Linked DNA regions of Mus musculus: region 2 is linked to region 1. The links are chromatin contacts, called in public HiChIP or PLAC-seq maps. All regions are on one chromosome and are shown on one strand. The core of a region is the stretch at or near the end of the contact, and the rest is flanking DNA. Distances in the headings are between cores, read along the strand shown. Region 1 has its middle 14 kb from the start of Foxi1. Region 2 overlaps Spdl1 (spindle apparatus coiled-coil protein 1).

Evidence for each region. HiChIP or PLAC-seq counts read pairs in DNA pulled down with a chosen protein or histone mark.
Region 2: a contact with region 1 is called in an H3K4me3 HiChIP or PLAC-seq map of bone marrow-derived macrophages, with 10 times the contacts expected there. The contact joins two enhancer-like sites. A contact is called at or near these places in 2 of 39 promoter capture datasets (the C10 cell line and hippocampal neurons), 2 of 15 datasets of contacts at CTCF or cohesin (embryonic stem cells and large pre-B cells), 118 of 484 Hi-C or Micro-C datasets (the AtT-20 cell line, B cells, the BV-2 cell line and 67 more), 5 of 115 datasets of contacts at active chromatin or transcription factors (the 230-238 cell line, PVALB interneurons, astrocytes and 2 more) and 4 of 9 other capture datasets (adipose tissue, embryonic stem cells, liver and 1 more).

Annotation. Positions count from the first base shown.
Region 1 is chr11:34,218,177-34,225,776 of GRCm38.p6, forward strand. No RefSeq gene overlaps it. Among named protein-coding and RNA genes, the nearest start is that of Foxi1, 14 kb to the left of the region's middle. Within about 2 kb of position 2,640, at least 17 of the 459 cell types and tissues checked have an H3K27ac peak or open chromatin away from gene starts, as enhancers often do. A contact at or near this core is called in bone marrow-derived macrophages, where this site is marked.
Region 2 is chr11:34,810,003-34,817,602 of GRCm38.p6, forward strand. It overlaps Spdl1 (spindle apparatus coiled-coil protein 1), which reads right to left. Exons shown (of 12, transcript NM_027411.2): 11 at 3,324-3,672. Among named protein-coding and RNA genes, the nearest start is that of Spdl1, 20 kb to the right of the region's middle. Within about 2 kb of position 5,034, at least 2 of the 459 cell types and tissues checked have an H3K27ac peak or open chromatin away from gene starts, as enhancers often do. A contact at or near this core is called in bone marrow-derived macrophages, where this site is marked.

The sequences.
Region 1 (7,600 bases), core at 1,390-3,889:
TGAAACTCATCTATAAATCATTCAGTGTTAAGTTTCTTTGGGACTTGGTGCATGATTGCAAGCAGGGGTGGATTTTAAAAACACATCTCAGAATATGACATTTTGAGTTGCATTGCAAAAAGGCTGGGAGCGATCATTTCCTGGCTGTTAGTAGTGAGGTCAGCATAACCCCCAGCGGAGTGGCGTCATAATCCACGTACTATGTACGGAATGATGGGCAGGTGTGGTAGGTAGTGAGGCATGAAGGTAGCCAAGGAAGGTGCTCATCTGGTTACAGAAAATGATAATCACAGAAACCATGGTGTTGGGTGGCTTCGTAGTCACTCTGGAGAGCATCTAAACAGAAAGTGACAGGTAAGGTTGACAGAGGGAGTGATCTCGAATCAGAGGCTCTGTGTCCACTTCTCATTGCTGTAACAAGTGGCCTCCCATTCAATGGGCAAAGCAACCCAGCTTTTTCCTTAGTTCTATAAGACAGAATTCTTCTATGGATCTACTGGGCTAAAACCAGGGTGCTGCCAGTGGCAGGCTCTGTCCTTGAGACTTGGGAGGAAAGCCCGATTCTTGGATTTTCCTGCTCTAAGAGGCTGTTATGCCCCAAGCCTAAAAGTCACTCGTCTATATTCACAACCAGCTGGAGTAGCAAGTCCACATCCCCTCATGCAGCTTCCTTGACTTCTCCTGGCCATCCTGCTTCCACTTGGAACGGCCTCTGTGGTGACATTGGGCCCCTGGGTAATCCAGAGGTTTGTCTTTAATTTTAAGAATCTGTGGCTTGTTTATTCTGTTTGTATATGTAATCTCCCTTTGCCACATTTTCTAGGGCACTCTGGAGCTCTAGGGATTTGAATATGGACATCCATCTTTGGGTTGGGGCATTATTCTGCTATTACAGATGCTATGAAGTTTAAGCGACTCTATCTCATGCAGCTATAGAGCAAATTATACTGAAACCATGACAGAATCTAGTTGAAAAGGTGACAAAGTTGTATGATAATAAAGGCCTCATTTGTGGCAGTCAGAATGCACAGGACAGGCAGAAAGCAACGGGTGGCAAGATGTAGGTTACCAGGGCACAGCCCAGGGATCTGACTTCCTCCAAGGAGTTTCTATCTCCATTTTTTCAACACCTACCACAAATATCATCAACTTACCAATATGCTGGTGGATTCATTAAATCATTTGTGGTGGTTTGAACGAGAATGACCCCTATAGGCTTATATATTTGAGTGCTTGGTCCCAGTTGATGGAAAAGTCTTGAAAGGATTAAGCGGTGTATTGAAGAAGAGGTATGTGGCTGGGGGAAAGGCTTTGAGGTTTCAAAAGCCCCCATCATTCCCAGTAGCTCTCTCTCTCTCCCTCTCCCTCTCTCTCTCCCTCTCCCTCTCCCTCCCTCTCTCTCTCTCTCTCTCCTCCCCCTCTCTGCCTTGTGAATGTACTTCAAGATGTAAGCTCTCAGTTATTTCTGAAACTGTAAGCCCTCAGTAAATGCTTTCTTCTGAGTTGCCTTAGTTGCAGTGTCTTATCAGAGCCATTAAAAGGGACTAAGACTGACCTTATATCTAACTACACCACTGGAAGCCCATTGACTGACAGCTAAGCCCCAGTACATGATTCTATGGAAAACATTTCATATTCAAGCCATAAAAGTATTGATAGCTGAGTCTAATACCATAAAGCTACATTTCCTGATATCAGTGAAGATAATGGATTCCCAGTTTGGGAGAGGCAGGTAGCTATACTTCACCATCATATCTCCATAAATAGGCAGCAAAAAGACAGAAAACTAGAGTGCTCTAAACCACACTGACTGATGAGTTACTGTGTTCCTAGAAGTCAAATCAACTCCCTGGCAATAGGCAATAGGCAATTTCGCTTTCTTCATTCAGCTTGCAGATGCAAGTCCAGTGGCTATGGAGAGCTAATTCCTTCAGAGAAGGCTTGGCAGTACACTTGCATCTTGAGCAAGGAGACGTCTACTTTTTCCCAAGGGGAATTCAGGCTAGTAATCACAGCAGGGAAAAAGGAACGTGTGGATTTCTCAAGACTAGTAAATAGGAATCTGAAGTGACATCAAAACCAAAACTCTGTTCTGCTACTGATGATGCTAGAGACTGTGCAGAGCAAATGGCAAAGGGGTTGGTCAGATTCCTTGAGCTATACATATACATACATACACACACACACATACATACACACACATATATACACACACATATATACACACACACATACATACACACACACACACATACATACACACACATACATACATACACACACACATACACATACACACACACATACACACACACACACATACACACATACACACACACATACGCACACACATACACACACATACACACACACACACATACACATACACACACACATACACACACACACATACACACATACACACACACATACACACACACATACACACACACACACATACACACATACATACATACACACACACATACACACATACACACACATACACACACACATACACACACATACACACACATACACACACACACACACACACACACACACACACACACACACACACACACTTGTTGACCTGTGCTGTAAGACCTATTATAAGAGGAAGTCTGGCCGGCTGGTGGTGGCACACGCCTTTAATCCCAGCATTTGGGAGGCGGAGGCAGGCCGATTTCTGAGTTTGAAGCCATCCTGGTCTACAAAGTGAGTTCCAAGACAGCCAGGGCTATACAGAGAAAACCTGCCTCTAAAAATATAAACAAACAAACAAACAAACAAACAGCCAAAAACCAAAACCAAAACCAAAAACAAAAAAAGAGGAAGTCTGAGTGGAACTTCCTACACAAAGAAGTCCCAGAAAATATGCTTTCAAAGACCTGAAAATTAGAAGTAATGGTTCCCATAGGCTTTCCATTCAATTAATCTGTCTCAAGAGAGTGTGACTAATGAGAGGGGACACCATTAACACTACCAGAAGCTTTTATGGCTCTGCTGGCTAGGAACAGATCGACAGTCTCTTCTGCTTGGTGATGGCTGCTCACCTGGAAATGCTGAATGGTTCCTGCTCCTCCTGCTTATAACAGGAAAATTGTCCACAGAGATATTGTCTATACAAACACTTTAGGAACATCACATTGTTCTGCTGTGTTGATAGCATCCTGTCCAGTAACATGGTAGCTGTGGCATGTCAGGTGCCACACATACCTATTGCTATTAAGGTTTTATGAGAATGGGCAGAGAGGCACAGGAGTCACTGGCTCTATCTGGAATCTTGTCACTCAGAAGCACCCTATGGGGTAGGAAGTGGCACAACCTTTTGGACGCTCAGGCTGGGTACCAGTGGAGGGAAATATGTGACTGGGTAAAGCTCCAGGTTGCAAAAAATACTATAAATAATGGAGGCTCATAGACACAACATCTCCAACAACTCTGAAATCTAAAAACAAACAAACAAACAAACAAACAAACACGTCATGGAAAAAGAAATTCTTCTACCACTTCATCCAAAGACCTGTTTTGTTTTTTGTCAGGTTTGAGACCCTGGTCTGTTTTAGTTTGCTATGAAGACTGTAACAATCACCAAAACCAGAGTAGCTTAAAGAATAGACAGTTGTTATCTAAGTTCAGGGTGTCAGCATGGCTGAGTCCTTCTAAGATCCATGAAGAGAAATCTAGGCCATGCCTCTCTCTACCTGATGTGGCTTGCTTTCCTGGTAACTGTCGTAATTCATCTTTATGTGATGTCTTCTTGTGTGTGTGCTCATATTTTCTCCTTTAATAGGAAAATCAGTAATACTGAGTGATCACTGATTTAATGACTGTGCTTCTAAAATGGTCACATCTTGAGGTATCGGGGTTTGTGACATTAGCATGTGATTTTTAAAAAGGGACACTGTCTTAGTTAGGGCTTAACTGCTGTGAACAGACACCATGACCAAGGCAACACTTATAAGGATAGCATTTACTTGTGGCTTGCTTACAGGTTCAGTCCATTATCATCAAGGTGGGAGAACGGAAGCTTCCAGGCAGGTATGAAGCGAAGCTTCCAGGCAGGTATGAAGCGGAAGGAGTTGAGAGTTCTACATCTTCGTCTGAAGGCTGCTAGAAGACTGGCTTCCAGGAAGCTAGGACAAGGGTATTAAAGCCCATGCCCACAATGACACACCTACTCCAACAAGGCCATACCTCCTAATAGTGTCATTCCCTGGGTCAAGCATATTCAAACAACCACAAACACAAATCAACCTGGCATGGTTGCAGGGTAGGAAAGAGGAAAGACTTCAATTGCTGGACATGGTAGTGGTAAATTCCACACTAAATAGAACTGTGACTGCCACCCAGCCCCTGTGGCTTCCCATACCTGTAGTCCAAGAGTCCTAGGTGGCTGACAATGCAGAGACCTAGACTTTTATGTTCCAATAGGCATGGAGAGGAGTATGCTCAGAACTAGTAGGCTCCATGGCCTGTTTCTGAGAACTCTCAAGCCCACTAAAGACAGTCGACAGGCAATAAAAGTAGCCCAAACCAATAAGGGCAGAGTAACTAAGGGCAAGGACCCTTTGGAGATATGAGATCTGGGTCACCCCGCTAGACAAACCATACAAACTGGGTAAGCCATCTTAGGCCAAGGAAACAGTAAATGGATGGTGCAGGAAGAAAACAACAAATGTTTGTTATAGTACTGATCCCTTGGCCATGACACTAAAGCTTGTATCACAAATATTGCTTTCTGTTGATATGAGTCATAAATGGCCACCACCTTTGAGTGGAATGTGACTAATAAGACTTGATTAGAAAAATAAAGGAGCATGTGACCTACAAGAATAGGATGTAACAGGAGGGTTCTGAGGACCTTGGCTGTGTCAGAGGATCTCATACCCAAGCCCAACTCTGGTCTTCACAGGTGTTGTGGTTTCTGAGCTTCCAGCTGCCTGCTCTGCCCTGCTCTGTCCCGCTCTGCCCCACTCTGCCCTGCTCTGCCCTGTTCTATCCTGCTCTGTCCTGCTCTGTCTTGCTCTGCCCTGTTCTGCCCTGTTCTGCCCCCACTCTGCCCCGCTCTGCCCTGTTCTGCCCCGCTCTGCCCCGCTCTGCCCCGCTCTGCCCCGCTCTGCCCTGCTCTGCCCCGCTCTGCCCCGCTCTGCCCTGCTCTGCCCCGCTCTGCCCTGCTCTGTCCTGCTCTGTCCTGCTCTGTCCTGCTCTGCCCTGCTCTGTCCTGCTCTGTCCTGCTCTGTCTTGCTCTGTCCTGCTCTGTCTTGCTCTGCCCTGTTCTGCCCTGCTCTGCCCTGCTCTGCCCCCGCTCTGCCCCGCTCTGCCCTCGCTCTGCCCTGCTCTGCCCTGCTCTGTCCTGCTCTGTCCTGCTCTGTCTTGCTCTGCCCTGCTCTGTCCTGCTCTGTCCTACTCTGTCTTGCTCTGCCCTGCTCTGCCCTGCTCTGCCCTGCTCTGCCCCAGTGCCTAGTGCAATCAACTGCTTTTGAAGTAGCTCCTGTGCTCCTGCACAGGACCACCAGTCACTTGTTGCGGAGGTTGGATTTGCTCCTCCCATTTGATGCTTGGGAAGATGTTTGGATTCCTTCAGTTTCTCCACCCACCTTCTGGCATGAGTCTGAAATTTGGAAGAAGGAATGCTGACTTCCATTCTATACTTCAAGACAATGCTAAGAATGATCTTTAGGACAGGAACTTGGCACCCTAGATCATGCTAAAGTGTGGAGGAATATTATCGGTGTCTTGAAGGCAGGGAGCTTAAAGGATGATTAGAGAACATTTCTAAGATTACCCAGAAGGACTTGGAGTCAGGTCAACCTGGAGTTCATTTCCATCCAGCTGATTTCAGCTATGTGGTCTTGAACAGTTCACTGAGTAGAAAGTGAGCGAGTTGAGCAAATTGATCTCTTGGGGTAGTTTGTATCTGGTATGTCCCACATAGATTCATGGTTTGAATAATTGACCCCCCAGTTCATGGTGTTGCTTTGAATGTTGTAGAGAGTTTAGGAGGTCATTAGTGGTGGGATTTAGAAGGTTACCTGTTTCCTATGCTTGATGGCTGGCTACCATGTCAACAGCTCCAAGCTACACCCCTGGGGTCATGCTTGCCTCATGGTCATGCTTTCCCCACCATAACAACCTGAAATCCCTCAGAAGCCGTGAGTCAAATCCAAGCCTTTCCTTTCTTACATTGTTTCCAAAGCTGTTTTGCTCACATACATGCCCTACTTCCAAGCAAACCACCCTGTAGTCATTTCCTGTGGGAATTCTGAAGGTAGGGCATCTCCTAGACATTACTAGTTAGTTTTGGACAGACCTGGCCTACAAATTCAGAGGCACCTGGTGACTTAAAAGAAGTTGCATCAAATAGGACTCCCCTACCCTCCTTGTATCATCAAAAACACCAGCACTGTAGGGGGCGATTTACCTATATGCATGGGCTATGATATTAGCATCTGGAACCAGGTGGTCAACTATAAAAGTAAACTTACAGAGGTGGGTATGTCTCTCATTTGGTGACAAGGACACATTACAAACCCTCCAGGTCTGAAGTGGTTTGCATGTGTTTCTACAAAGCTCATGCACTAGGAATTGAATCCTTAGCCTATATGGGGGCATCAGTCTTTTCCTGGTTATTAAGATTAAATGAGGTCATAAGAGTGGGGACTCCACTGAGTGTTAGTGGCTTGATCAGAAGAGCTGCCCAACCTAGCATACTTGTTCTGCTTCATCACGTGACTCTCCCCTCCAGGTCGTGGTGCAGCAGAAGGCCTCACTGGATCCCAAGCAAGTGCCAACACTGCATTTCTGAACTTGCCTGCATCTTAAACTCTACGAAAGATGCTCTTTTTCTCTTTATAAATTTCTAAGTCTCAGACATTCAGTAATGGTAGCAGTAAAGAAACTAACACTTGAGTTTTCAAACCAGATATATTGACACCCTAGCATCTCCCTTGCAGGATTTATTTAAGAAAATGACATGCAGAGTGAGTGCTGGGACAAAGACAGCTGTAGTGAAGTGACAACTAGTTGTCATTGTCTCTACTAGCATAGTGGTGCATGCTAGTGTATAGCCAAACCTACTCTCCCTCCAGGGACAGTCTTCAGAAGTGATTTAACACTTGAGTGCTATGTGAACAGGAGTTTCAGTTTTTGCTCTGTATTTTATGGAAAAGAAACAGAGGTTGATGGTCCCTTTCAGACCCAGTAAGGAAATTCACAGGTATTGGCAATTTTTATGAAGACAGAACTTAGGGATGTTATTATTATACGGCAGCCTGTTTAAAAACAGGGAAGAGATTGGAGGGACAGAACTTCCAGCTACAGCCATAAAAGCTGCCTCTGAGTCTGTGATGTTACAAGCCTCCCCAGGGAGAAGCAATTGATTCCTAAGGTCTACAATAGGCTCCTGTCTGTCTGGAGTCTCAGGGAATGGGGAATTGTTTTCATTTACTTGTTGAGATACCTTCCCTAGTTGTCATTGGAAGTGCTTCTGTTCGAAGGTAAAACACTGGGGTTCCATTAGTTCATGATGATGGGGAAAAGCAGACCCCCATGGAGTTCAAACTTAGAACTTGAGGAGAAAATGAATGGAAAGAAA
Region 2 (7,600 bases), core at 3,784-6,283, 590 kb after region 1:
CTCTAAAACAATTTCTTATATCAGCAGGCTTAACTTTTAGAAAGATTTTAATAAGTATCTTTAAGTCTGATATAAGGTCAAGGATGCCTAAGCTAGAATAGTAAGTAAAAGGAGATACCCATCATAAGAACACAGAATACAACATTCAAAACACTAAAGCAATATTCTAAGGTTGATACCACATTCAAACAGTTAAGCACAAGGATAAAAAGCCACAACCCCAGGCTTCCCAAGTACGTGTTTGTCTCAGACAAGAAATCAGAAAAAACAAACAGAAACCCTCCAAGCTGAGTTTCCATCAGGTGAGCAATAACAACCAGTGCAGGAGATGTTTGAAAGAGTCTAAAAATTCTTCATGGAAGAGCACTCATCATTTGACTAAAGCAGGCAGTCTTCCAGTTCTTAGCAAGTCCATCTTTACTGTGACAAAGTTAACTTTGAACTGTGTGTCTAAGCTAAACAAGCAGAAAAGACGGAAGTTTGAAATTTTTTAAAAAAGACTTATTTATTACGTCTACAGTGTTCTAGGTGCATGAATGCCTGCACTAGAAGAGGGCAACAGATCTTATCATTCAGAGCTGTGAGGTACCATGTGGTTGCTGGGAATTGAATTCAGGACCTCTGAAGAACAACCAACACTCTTAACCTCTGAGCCATCTCTCCAGCTGGGTTGGAAATGTTTTAAGTTAGTAGGTGGACTCACACACTTAAAACAAATGTTGAGGTATTTTCTTGTTCTTTTTTTTTCATCAAAGCTTTTCCACTGTGCAATCTGAGAGCATTGGTGGTATGCTTCTATGTACTGTGTACTGAGAGCATTGGTGGTATGCCTCTGTGTACTGTGTACTGAGAGCATTGGTGGTATGCTTCTATGTACTGTGTACTGAGAGCATTGGTGGTATGCTTCTATGTACTGTGTACTGAGAGCATTGGTGGTATGCTTCTATGTACTGTGTACTGAGAGCATTGGTGGTATGCTTCTGTGTACTGTTCCTCAAGCAGCAAAGGGCAGGAAGATAAACGAGCACAGCAGACGGCAAGGTACAGTGGCCACCAAGAAATCCTCCAGACACTCCATCAGACAGACGTCACAGGCAATGCCTGCAGAGCTCCTCTCACAACTGTCTGAGGCTGGGAATATGTGCTAGAATACGGAGTTTTAATTTCATGTGTCCTATAGATTTAAACATTATTTATAAAATCCAATGAACTAATACTAGCAGCTGATGATTTTTTCCAGTGAATACTTTGTTTCGTATTCACTGGAAACTTAAATCTGGAACTTAAGTACTGGAAACTTAAATCACATGAAGCTCATTAGGAGACCTTTTGGTATGGGTGGGCTGTGTCTCGCTATTGCAGTTAAATGTCTGATTTTGCACTCACTCTTTTTTGAGACTCACGTAGCACTAGCAGTTCCCAGAGAGCTCATTTCATGGTGCCAATGTTCATCAATATGCTCAACTTTTAAATGTATACAGCTTTATTTTAAATACAGTTGTCACTGTACTGCATGCAGACATCATTCATCTCCTTAAAACGATCTGGCTCCTTCACTTTCCTTACTCACTTTTTAAAATTTTCTGTGCAAGTGTGAGGGTACCTGTGTTCCACCCTATCCTTCCTGTGCCTGTCCCTTCAGACTTTGCTTCTGTTTTCATGTTACATGCACATATATGATTTTATGCACATATAAAGTTTGGGTGTCACAAATCAGAGAATGTACTGTTTAAGAGACGGTTTAATTAGTTTAGCATGAGCAGCTCTACTTGTATTCATCTTTCTCCAAATTACCCAGCTCTGTGGCCTCCACGGTTGCACTGTATACATACCACACATCCTTCACCAATACCTGGGGTGTTGGACATCTAGATCAGGTCCACGTTTACCACTGCCCTGACCCTGCTGTATCAGGTGCCTGGGCTCCAGACACTCTACCTTCTCATCTCTATGAGTTTGACTTTCCCAAGGGACAGAGAGAGCCCTGGAACAATGATTCCCTCACAGACCCTCCCATACTTTGTTAGTCACAAACTCCATTACACAGAAAGCTGGAAGCTTTGAAGTTTTGAAATAAAAATGAAACTAAATTAGCTTTGATATTTAAAAATGTCAAGCATGCATCAAAGCCTATTTCTGAAAGCTTAGTATAAATATGGAAAAACCACAAAAACTTTTACCTGTTCTTACCAAAAAACTTAAGTCTAAATGTCTTAGACTACTGGAAAGCCCTTTGAGAAAGTTGGTTTTTCTTTCATGGCTACTTGAACTAAGAGAAAAACAACAGTTTATTTATTTATCCCACCCAGCAAGACACTCTGGAAAGCTGGGCTGAGCTGTCTTTGCTCTGTGGACTGGGAAGTATAACTGCCTAGCATCACTTGCTGTTCACAGCCCCCTCCTCCTGCAGTCACCTGAGTCTACCTGACCCTCTGAAAAAAAAACAAAGGAAGGCCACCCAGACTGTAGACCTCCAGTGCACACAGTGCTCAAACAGACTGCAGAGCTCCAGTGCACACAGTGCCCAGACTGCAGAGCTCCAGTGCACACAGTGCTCAGACTGCAGGGCTCCAGTGCACACAGTGCTCAGACTGCAGGGCTCCAGTGCACACAGTGCTCAGACTGCAGGGCTCCAGTGCACACAGTGCTCAGACTGCAGGACTCCAGTGCACACAGTGCCCAGACTGCAGAGCTCCAGTGCACACAGTGCCCAGACTGCAGGGCTCCAGTGCACAGTGTTCAGACTGCAGAGCTCCAGTGCACACAGTGCTCAGACTGCAGAGCTCCAGTGCACACAGTACTCAGACTGCAGAGCTCCAGTGCACACAGTGCTCAGACTGCAGAGCTCCAGTGCACACAGTGCCCAGACTGCAGAGCTCCAGTGCACACAGTACTCAGACTGCAGAGCTCTAGTGCACACAGTGCTCAGACTGCAGGGCTCCAGTGCACACAGTGCTCAGACTGCAGAGCTCCAGTGCACAGTGCTCAGACTGCAGGGCTCCAGTGCACAGTGCTCAGACTGCAGAGCTCCAGTGCACACAGTGCTCAGACTGCAGAGCTCCAGTGCACACAGTGCCCAGACTGCAGGGCTCCAGTGCACACAGTGCTCAGACTGCAGAGCTCCAGTGCACACAGTGCTCAGACTGCAGCGCTCCAGTGCACACAGTGCCCAGACTGCAGAGCTCCAGTGCACACAGTGCCCAGACTGCAGGGCTCCAGTGCACACAGTGCTGGGAACATAGACAGAGCCACACGGCACAATGCAGGCGGTGAGAAAGGAATGATGGAGAAGGCTACTGGCAGCCAGGCAGAAAGACACTGACCTGGGAGAATTGGGGGTATTCCCACTTTGTTCATGTAAGACCTCAATGTTGGCCGGACTATCCACAAGCTTCACACACTTCTTCTCCTTCTTCGGCTGTGTATCCAGATGCAGGTTCTTATGAGGAGAGAGGCTGGCTGGCTGCACACATGAAGAGGCTGGCTGTTTCCACTGCACAGTGTTATCTTTTAAGCTATTAAGACAGGATTCCTCCTCCCTGTGAGGTGGGAGTCTAGAAACTCCATCCTCAGTGGCACTGGCAGCAGCTGTTTCTTCTGTTTCTTCTGGCGTGGTTATATTCAATGGCAGCACCTCGCGCCTCCTTTTGAGTACAGGTACTTCAATTCTCTCTGAAAAACAGTCATTAAAATATATGCTTATTGAATAAAACAAAGACACAACCCAAGGAAACTCAGTGAGTTATACATAAACTCATTTCTCTTTTTGGTACTCTGAAGATATACTTTTCTCTTTGATAAAATATATACTTTTAATTTTCATGTAAGTATATACTGCATGTTGAGCACCCCACACACGTGGTATGTCCCCATTTTCTTGGCTCTCCTTCCAGCCTCCTTCACTCTCCTGGTCATCTTCATTTCTGCTTCCTTCCTCTGTTTTCACCCCGTCTCTCTGGCAGGCACTCTTCACTGTTCTCTTTCTGTGGTCCAGGAAAGGACTCCAGGCTTTACCCTCGCTGAACTCCAGCTCGGGCCCCACACACCATCAACTCTGTCTTCTAAGACTATCTGCAATGTTTTCCTTGTCGATTCTGTAATCTAGAAAGCCCAGGCTGACCAGGATGTGCAGGTGACAGCAGGAATGCAGGCCATCTTCCTGAAACCTCTGGGAGGGAAGGCAGCAGTGGCCGAGTCCAGGAGTTCTGGATCGGGTCCCACACTGCAGCCAGGTGATCTCAGGCAGTAACTTCTCTGCACTTCGATATCTTTAAATTAAAGAACACCAAACCTGCTTCATTCAGTACTGTCTTGTAGAGATGAAATGAAGGATGGAACTCTGAATATTGGTAATGTATGCCTACTGGACTCATCTATAAAATATATTCAGATGCTGGCCACTTGTGTGATGCACGTTTCCCCAGTCCCAACCACACCCTGCCTCCCAGCAGCTACTGCAGAGCCCCTATCCTCATGGCCTACTGATCCCCTATGAGGGTCCCACAGCCACTCAGTGACTTGCCCTAATGCCTTCCTCCCACCGACACATCAATGTGCCCTTTCATTTTCAACATCAGCACATCAGCGGCCTGAGGTCCTGCACAGGAAGGCTCCCTGCTCGCGCTGCTGCTCTCAGGTCAGCCAGACCCCACCTCTCTTTTCCTCTGTGCTTCTCAATCACCCTGACTCCCACCACCTCGAGTCTTTGCTAGGTTGGCAGACCTTAGAAATTCATAATGGGTAATTTTTTCTTTTCATAAGGATAATATTTAATTGGGGTGGGTTATATGTTCAGAAATTCAGTCCATTATCATCAAGGCAGAAACATGGCAATGTCATAATGGGTGATTCTTAATCAGGGGAGCCTATTGGAGTCAAAGAGAAAAAAAAGGATAAAGACGCCTTTAAAAAAAAAAAAAAACTATAAAAAAAAATCTTTCTATTGTGAACACCTCCCCCTAGTGGTGAGACTTAATAGAGTTCCCAGAGATGACTGCCGAGTTAGGCAAAGGACCTGGTGAAGAATCCTTAAACCTAACATGTTAGTTAACCCAGCCTTCTGGGGAGGAGATGGGTCAGAAGCACAGAATTCATACATTTCTTAACACTGACTTTCTAACTTTCAACCTCTATACCATACAACCCACTGTTTGCAATAGATCAGCTGCAAAGACTGGATAGGCAGGCTATTTCCTGAGTAATTAGATGTAGGATATTTCCCCCATCAAAATGGACAGAACTCTGAGTCAGGAATGATGGCGCACAGCTTTAATTCCAGCACTTAGCAGGCATCAGCAGTAGGTTCTCGAATTCAAGTATGGAGTATACAACGAGTTCTACACTCACCAAGACTGCATATATAACTTTGAGAACCTCTCAAAGTTAGGAAGGGAGGGAGGGAGGGAGGGAAGAAAAAAGTCAAGATGAAAGGTGGAATAAGAATCTTTATTTCCATCAATTATCCTTCCAGATAACAAAAAATATAAGGAAAAAAACCAGTGAAAATTGAAGTAGATGACATAAACCACAGAACTGATCAACCAGAGTAAAGAATAGTGAGCTTTAAAGATAGGCTGCTTGAAAATAAAGAAGAAAACGAAAATGAGTGAGAAGGAAGAAAGAAAATGTCAGCATTTTAGGAGATACCATCCAAAGGTGTCCAGAAGAAAACTAGAGAATGACAAAAAGTGCAAAGTTTATCCAAAGGAATAACAGAAAACTCTATAAACCCAAGAAATGTAAAAAGATGGGAAGATCAAAAGTCTGGACAGAGTCAAATTCTCAAAGGTCAAAGAGAACATTCAAGAGCAGCACAGGGCAGGTGAGAGAATGGCAGCACTGCAGGGGACTTCAGATACTGAAGGGGAAAGCTGCCGGACACCCTTCCCTAATAAAAGCTAAAGGATGCTCAAAAGAAAGAGAAGATACCCCGGGCGGTGGTGGCGCACGCCTTTAATCCCAGCACTCCGGAGGCAGAGGCAGGCGATTTCTGAGTTCGAGGACAGCCTGGTCTACAGAGTGAGTTCCAGGACAGCCAGGGCTACACAGAGAATCCCTGTCTCGAAAAACCAAAACCAAAACCAAAAAATAAGAGACAATGCAAATGTGCACCATGAAACCATGCGAAGCTGGGGAGGAGGGACATGCTCAGTGGTTAAGGGCACTAGCTGCTCTTCCAGAGGACCTGAGTTCAGTTCCCAGCAACCATATGGCAGCTCACAACTATTCTTAACTCCGGTTCCGGGTTATCTGACATCTTCCGATCTCTGCAGGCACCAGGCATGTACATGGTGTACAGACAGACATGCAGACAAAACACTCATATACATAGAAATAAATTTTGAGTGTGGAAGAAGTATCTGAAGGTTTAACCCCTGAAATACTCAGAGAAAATCCTTGAATATTCAAAGTTGAGAGCCACAGCCCCTGTGCTCTCAGCAGGAAGATTTAAAAACACTAACAAAGGAACAATTCCAATCAATTCTTACAGGATAAGAAATATAAAATGATTTAAAATTTGACAACAAAACTAAAAACAAGAAGAGAAATGAAGCTAAGGGAAGGGTAGTTTGTTTTGGTTTTGCCTTTGTAGTGAAAACGGTCACAGCTCTGTTCAGCATAACTTGTTTTACATATTAAGAGGTTCTTTATGGGCTTCATGGTCATTATAAGTAAAAAGTTAAAATCTAAGGCAGGGAACCAAACGTAATGACTAAGAAACGTTACTCAGCAGTGAAGATGGTAGGAGAAAAGAAAGGAAGAAAAGGCACACTAGAAAACCAGCCGCAATGCAGCAGCAGCAGCAGGTTCTTAGTGGTCAGTAATTGCCCTGGATGCAGACGGATCACATAATCTAGTAAGACAGAGAGTAGCTGAAGGGATTACAAAAACAAGAGCAAATGACGATGCCAACACGAGACTTGGTCATCTACAAGGATATGCAGAGGCTAAAAATGAATGAATAAAGATGTACTCCACCAGAGAAAGTGAGATATTTGTCAAGTCAAATAAACTTCACATCAAAACCATAAGGCTGGGACATGGAGGAACAATAAAGGGGCCCAGACCAGGTCTGTAGTATAACTATACACAGAAGCATGCCATGCAGGCGTGATCAAATCTGTATTAGAGGGACAGCTGGACAAGCAACAACTGTGGAGGGCAACACCCCACTTACAGCCATGGAAGTCATCCAGATAAAATCAGCAACATGGTGCATTTCAAGTGTACTCTACACTTCAATGGAGCTGATACAAACTCACAAAACAGTCTATCCAACAGCTGTAGAATTCCCATCTTCTCTACTGCATATGAAGATCACATATTAGGAAAAAACCAATTCTGAACAGAAACGAACAAAAACCAAACCCAAACCCAGGTCCCATGAAATGTTTTCAGACCCCAAGGAAGGCAGCAATAGAAGGAACACGAGTACAGACTGAACAAAGAGCTGGGAAGTAACCAACCCCCACCACTCAGCTCATATGTTCACAACGTCAGAACATGGGACAGGGAAAGGAGGAGCTCTTCAATTAACTGCGCTAAGAAAACAGAGTGATGGCTGCATGACTGAGCTCGTGAAGAAAGCACAAGCAATCAA